2 separate regions of the Gasterosteus aculeatus genome follow, and region 1 is linked to region 2. Evidence: chromatin contacts called from public Hi-C data. All regions are on one chromosome and are shown on one strand. The core of a region is the stretch at or near the end of the contact, and the rest is flanking DNA. Distances in the headings are between cores, read along the strand shown. Region 1 overlaps mecom (MDS1 and EVI1 complex locus). Region 2 holds the start of mecom (MDS1 and EVI1 complex locus).

What was found. A called contact is a pair of places that touch in the nucleus more often than the background predicts.
Region 1: a Hi-C map of skeletal muscle shows a contact between it and region 2, with 4 times the contacts expected there. The contact joins the enhancer-like site here to the promoter of mecom in region 2. A contact is called at or near these places in 3 of 6 Hi-C or Micro-C datasets (skeletal muscle, tail fin and whole body).

What each region holds. Positions count from the first base shown.
Region 1 is chr1:6,288,713-6,292,174 of fGasAcu3.hap1.1, reverse strand. It overlaps mecom (MDS1 and EVI1 complex locus), which reads right to left. Exons shown (of 17, transcript XM_078098359.1): 3 at 2,878-3,012. Among protein-coding and RNA genes, the nearest start is that of LOC120827763, 50 kb to the left of the region's middle. Within about 2 kb of position 1,649, at least 1 of the 9 cell types and tissues checked has open chromatin away from gene starts, as enhancers often do.
Region 2 is chr1:6,191,912-6,195,376 of fGasAcu3.hap1.1, reverse strand. It overlaps mecom (MDS1 and EVI1 complex locus), which reads right to left and starts at 1,549. Exons shown (of 17, transcript XM_078098359.1): 1 at 646-1,549. The coding sequence starts at 853.

The DNA of each region.
Region 1 (3,462 bases), core at 400-2,899, 97 kb before region 2:
TCCTTTCAATTGAATCGGTGGAGTGAGGAGCACAGAGGAGGGGTGGCCAGCCCTAATTGCCCTAATTATCTTAACGACAAAACACGGCGATCGCGGTGGGATCTATGGGAGAAGTGCTCCGGCTGCGTGGTTTCAGCTCAGTGCAAAACAAATGAGGATATGAGGGTTTGAGGGGCGCGGGTGGCAGCGGTGGTCAAAGGCTAAAGTTGGACACAAACAGCAGGTTGCAGGATGAAGTTAAAAGATTTAATGAGTTTATTATTTTCTCTGAATCCTTTTAAATAATTTTGCATAATAAAGAATAATGAATAACTGCTGAATCGTGTGGAGTTTCTCTACCTGTTTCTATTTGTAAAGGACTAAATTCAAAGCTGGAGAACCAATTGAATCTGTAACTTAAGTCCCATTTGATTCAAACAGCTGGACATTTAGTGACAAAATGTTTCAGAGCCAAATAAGTTAAATTCTTCATTTCTATTTCCACTTTGCAACTTTGTGAGGAATTGTGGCCAAAGAGAAGACTGTATTTGACTGTATTGGGGAAAAAAACGTTAATATTTAATATTAATATTTGTTGAAGATGTCCTCTGCAGCTGCTCTAATGCCTTCACAGACAGGTTAAAAATGAATTACGGGAGAGAAGGAGAGAAGGAAATGAGAAGAGGGATTCCGATCTGTTCCTCCAATAAGACGTTACAGGCCTTTTCCTCTCTCTCTCTCTCTCTCTCTCTCTCTCTCTCTCTCTCTCTCTCTCTCTCTCTTCTCGCTCATTGCTTCTTTTTCTCACTCCTTCACCCTCCCGAGATTGGCCATAAAGTTTTATGATAAACAGAACTGGGTCAGGAATAAGAGGACAGAGGCCAGTTTTACTGTCTCGGCTGAATTGCTGCTTTAAAAACAACCGAGACCCAAATGACCATCGAATCACTGTCTGCTGTTGTGACCTCGTCCTCAAAAAAAAATAAAAAAATTGTGCAATAGTGGAATAGTTGGCAGAATTTGCCTCCGAGGGAAGACTTTGGTGTTGGGTTGCTCGGCCTGTGAAAAGGTGCTGATGGGACTCGTTGTGTAATGTGTGGTTTCGGGCCGGGCCTCGATTCAGCACTTCTGCGCGGCAGTAAAAAGCCGGCTGGGATCAGCTAGGTGTGTTTTAACGTTTCCAGCCCCAGAATGAGGAGCGCGGGGAGTCATCGGACGCGCAACCAACGATTCCCGGGCGCGGACAGCGTGCGCGCAGACACGCGCGCTCAAGTTCACGCATGCGTCCATGCATGTGGAAACCGGCAGTTTCAGGTGTGTGTGTGTTTGTGTGCGTGTGTTTGTGTGTGTGCGCGCACTCCAGACGACACAATGAAACACTTCTTCACACTCACCACGAGTCAATGCAAATAAAAAAGAAAACTCGTAAACGCGCACACACAGACGCACACACACTCGCACACACACACACAAACGCTATCAAAAACTGACAGCCGCTTAACAGGACCCCCCCCCCCCCCTTCCCCCTCCCACTCCGTTCATTTTAAAACATACAGACAGGCATTGTGAGGCGCTACAATGTTTTCAAAAAACACCAATGTCGGCCGGAAGGCTTAAAGACGGTACATTGTGGCGTGTTGTGACAGTGTGTAGTACTTAACAATCGCCTCATCACAGCCATGTCCGTGACCTGTCGGGGCCTTACACGGCCACCGGAGCAGAACCGCGGCGATGACAGCGGGTCTCGCCGCCATAGAAAAGCTCTCTCCGCCTCTTTTAGAGGAGAGCCGGGAAGTGCTTCGAGGAAAAGCTCTTCTACTCGTTCTTCTTTCCCCCCCCCCCCCCCCCCCCGTGCTGTTGGTGAGAAAGATCGTGGTCTCCCCTCTCCCCTCTTTACCGCGAGGGTTGAGACACGCGCACGAAGGGCGGGAGATTCGTTCTCGGGGAGCGTTGAGCTTTTTGGCCCCTTTAAAGATCTCCAGGTGATTTTTCCGGCGCCTAGATGCGTCACTGTCATGTAACAAATCCGACAGGCGACGCTCAACAGGTAATCCGGGTGGACCACCGGCGTGTGAAGCGATGACAAGCGTGCACGCCGAGATGACGTCTTTTCATCCGGGGGTCGAGCGCCACGCCACGCTTCCATGCACGTGTCAAATCGAGTTTAGCCTTCCCGCCTTTGCTGCAAGGTCTCCGGTGTCGAGGAGAATTCGGGATTACCGAGGTGAACAGGCCCCCATGTGCGCGGCACGCACCTCCCCCCCCCCCCCCCCCCTCCCCTCCCCTCCCCGCCCCGCCGGGGCAGCCAGGTGAGCAGCTAAAAGACTGTGGACATTCCTGGCGTGTCTTCCGAGTTTATATCGCTAAGCGTGACCGGGAAGTGTGTGGAACGATCATCTCGGCGGGCCGCCTGTGATCCTGCCCTGTGGTCCTCGCACGGCAGAAGCCAGAGCACAATTTAAAAAAATGAAAACACACGCAGATAGCGAAGAGTTTCTGCGGTTCAGCGTGGGGGGAGAGGTGTGTGTGCGTGTGTGTGTGTGTGTGTGTGTGTGTGTGTGTGTGTGTGTGTGTGTGTGTGTGTGTTAGGACTGAAGGCAGGGTGGGCCAGATGCTCGTGGGAGTATCTGACTTGGATCATGATAATACCTTTTAACACAACAGCACGCAGACAGGACAACCGTCGGAACAATACAGGGGGGAAGCCTTCTGACATCAGAAGCAGTTTTTAAGGGGCTTTTAAATGACTTTCAGCAGACAGCGAGATTCGGGCACATCACCATGTGGGAGTTTGAAATCAAGACCCCCACCCCCCCCCTTTCTCTGTCTATCTCTTTGTTTTTCTTTTCGTCAGATCATATCCATCTTGTATTTTGTTGAGGCGGTCGAGCCACGTACCTGGTCGCCTATCTGGCACACGGTCAGGTTATGCTGCTTGGCCGCAGGGGCAAACTGGATGTGCTTCAGCCAGCTCCCGATATCTGGCTTGCTGGCATCCACGCAGAATTTTACATGGCCTGACCTGTCCAAGATCTGCAGAGAGAGAGAGAGAGAGAGAGAGAGAGAGAGAGAGAGAAGGGATGATGGAGGGAGGGAGGTAAGGGAGGGGAGGGAGGGGAGGGGGGTTCAGACTTTGATCAGTATCAGTCCAGGTTACTGTGTCCAAACACTGACTAACCACATACCTCCCACAAAGAAATAAGACTCAAATGTTAAGAGCTGGTCTGTGGTACAACACATACACGCGCACACGCACATGCACGCTATGCACAAAAACGTACAAATTCCTGTACCCACATGCAATTTGTGTACATTAGGAAGGTATTTTTAATGACCTAAAAAGTTCTTTGAAATATAAAAATGCGTGTGTGCCGTTTTTAAATATTTATTATCAGAATTTTCCACAGCAATTTTGGATTGAAAAAATATATATATATTTGATCACTACCACAAAATAAAAAATCTATTATATAACGGTGATAT
Region 2 (3,465 bases), core at 300-2,799:
AACAGTCGTGCTTCAAAATAATTACATAATAACATCTCGGTGCATTTGTTGTTCTTTTCTCCCCGAAGTTCCATATCATTTTTACAATCAACACATTACGCATTAAAACGAGCTCGGGAACGAAACCGCCGGACTCACAAACACACAAAGAGTTACAAACACGATCCCCCCGTTTCCCCGCAGCGCATGCACCGTGCGCGTCCAACGCATCCTCCTTTTTCTCCTTATTTCCCGGCACCGAACGGCGTGTCTCCGAGTTGCTCCCTGCGACCGAGCAGCGCGCAGCGACTGCAGAAAACCGCCGCCGATGCGAAGGGGATTCGAACCTGAAACGCACCAGACTACACTACAGCGCCCACTACGTGCGACCCGGCCATTGCGACTGCTGGAGCCCTGCACAAAGTTCCTCCATCCGGGCGCAAAACTTTAAAGTTTACCCTCTTCTGGAGGGCAGCGTTTAATTCTTTTTTTTTTTTTCTCCTCGCGAGAACACCGGCGTTTTGACACTTGAGAAGGTTTTAAAAAAAGCGGATACGTGTTTTTTCCTGGCGGAAAAGTAATCGTTACGGAAAACTATTGATAACAGCGACAGTCTGTATAGGTACATAATATGGCAAAAGGGAAGAAAAGGGATGTTGCACCTACTCGTGGCCAGTTTCCGTGCCCTGCCTTTGGACCTCATGGTGCCGGTCTCTCGGAGTAGGTTTGTTTGGATTTTTTTCTTGGATGTTTTTTTTGTTGTTGTTGTTTTGTTTTCGTCCTTTTTTGTTTTCTCTCTGTCCTTTTTTCGCCGGGTTTCTAAATCCAAACGCGCTATCTCTCCAGCATTGTCAGTCTGGACACCTTCGCACATGCGCACAGCAACGAGATCTGCCGGCAGCAAGTGACAGAAAAAAAAGAAAAAAAAGTTTGGGACGATTTATCACTTTTGATATCAACCTGATCCGGTCAAGATGGTGTGAATCGTGGACATCTCCCTTTTCGTGGCAAGAGTTTTCCGACAAAACATCGCACACTGCAAAACAAAAACAAAAAAATGTCCGACGTTGTGGAAGCCTCAGATTTCAGAGGAGTGAGGAACTTTCTAATTGAGATGCGTCCCCCGCAGCGTGCACTTATTTCAGGACGAGGACCTCGCAGCCGAAGGCAGCAGAAGGCAACGCAACACAGTTCACATTGAGAAAAAAACAAGTTGAACGTCGCTAAAAAGCAATGCAATAATCATTTGTCGATATTTTCAAAGTAAAAGAGGGAAAAAAAGTTCAACAATGAGCGCCACATAAAAAGCTCTGGGTGTAGTTTTTTGTGTGTGTTGCAGTGCAGCAGCGCGGAGCTGCTCTGCGTGGAGGACATTTATTACAACGATCCTTGTTCTCAATCTTTACTCTGCACCTTTTCTCTCCGAGGGAAGTCACATTAATCAACGTTCACCTAAATTACCAATGCTGCATATAGTCATTAAAGATTTTATATATTTTAATTGTGTTTTTGACCATTATACCGAGCACTGGGAAATGAATGACCCCCCCCCCCACCTCCCTCCTTCCTCTCCCGCTTGGGCACCCGACTGACAGCCCTAATATGAGTGCAGGTTTTCTTTCCTCTCTCTCTCTCTCTCCCTCTCTCTCTCTCTCTCTTCCGCTTTGTGCTGACAATAATTAATATGTTAAGTGCTCAGAATTAATGCCCGTTTGAGACGTTTCTGTTGCAATGCGTACATTTCATCACGTGGTAATTGCTCAGGGCTCGAAAGGGATGTTTTCACTTGATTTGACTTTGAAGGAGAACATCGCGAAAGAAAGGAAAGAAAGAAGAACTACTTGTGTCCGAGTCTTCGTCTTGGTGGTTGGAATAATGGTTGGCTTCGTTTCGTTTAGGGTTGAAAGAAACGGGCCACACTCTTTAAGGCACTACATGTCAATACAACTCTGTTATCACATAAACACTGTATAGTGGTCATATATTTAACAAAACAGAGTACCAGTAGATACAAAAACCGCAATCCCACTACTGCTAAAAATATATAGATATCTGTTCCCAAGCATAATCACAGTAATTGGCAATTAATTAGACGCGCGTGAGATCATGTTGACCTTGTGGATGAACTCGAGCTATCGATTCTCAACTGTGTTGAAACTGATCCAGACATCATGCCCTGGGAAAAACAAACATATAAGGCCCGAGGAAAAAAGTTCATATGAATGGAGATAAAAGTCTCAAAGTCAATATTAGCAACAATAGCAAACAGACAATAAAGACGATAAAACCCCCAAAGTGCCAAATCCACACATACAGACGCACTGACGTCAGAGCGGTTCGCATGTATACTTTATTGTATCTCACTCTACCTTCATTGTAATGACACCCTGGATTTTATTAAGCGGGAGTGCGCGAGAAGATGGTGCGCGCGCGCGCGAGAGAGAGAGAGAGAGAGAGAGAGAGAGAGAGAGAGAGAGAGAGAGAGCTTCAGGCGGCGTGCTCAATTAGCCTAAATGGAAACAGTTTTCATTCCCTGCAATAAGTAACCCCCCCCCCCCCCCCCCATTCCTCTGAAGCACTTTCTCTATACATATATTTTATTATGATACGCTGAACCCGGTGGCAGCGCGCAGCGCCGCGGACATCCCCAAAGCCCCGTGGATTGTAATTATTAGAAATTAATTGGGTTCGAGACCCACACGGTTGCAAACAGAACATATTGCCCCAACTCTTTTATTTTCATTTAAATTGACCCACACATATATGGTACCAAACTTTATTCATTATTGTTTATCGCAAGGGCACCTCTGTTAGAAACAAGTTGTTATGTATGTTTGCTGCGTTACAGTAGCAGCGTGGGCAGCTGTTAAGGGGTTAAAAAACATAACATGATCTGTATTAGGGGCCGTGAAGGCGGACTAAAAGTGAAAAGGGAGCCTCCGGCACAAGGAAATTACCAGCGCCAGCCTGACCTTTGAGCAAGGTAATCAATCAAGTGATCAACGGGGATATTTATCACTGCTTTGTTCAACCAAACCTGTGTGGAAACAAAATAAAAAATGGAAAATGAGAATATTGATATTTTGGGAGCTTGCATTGAATTATTAAATTCAACAGACATACATTTCTTCACAATACACAATTATAATAATGTATATTACAAATTCTGATAATGAAATCTGGTCAAAATATGCTGAATCAAAAATAATCTAATAATTTACTGAAAAAATAGGTGAAAAATTGCCACATTTGACCACTGTAGGCCCACATACCTGTTAAGTGTTTTAAATCTGCTGAATCTTAGAAAAATGCCGGAAACATGTGGTCAGTCTGGGCTTGATTTGCTACAAATTATTTCACCTATTTATTACAATAAATTCCTGCTCATCCTGTTTTTTTTATTATAATAAAATGGATTTTGAAACCCAGGAAAATATAAATGATTAAATCCATTATGTGCTACTCGTGTGTGGAGTATCAATTTGT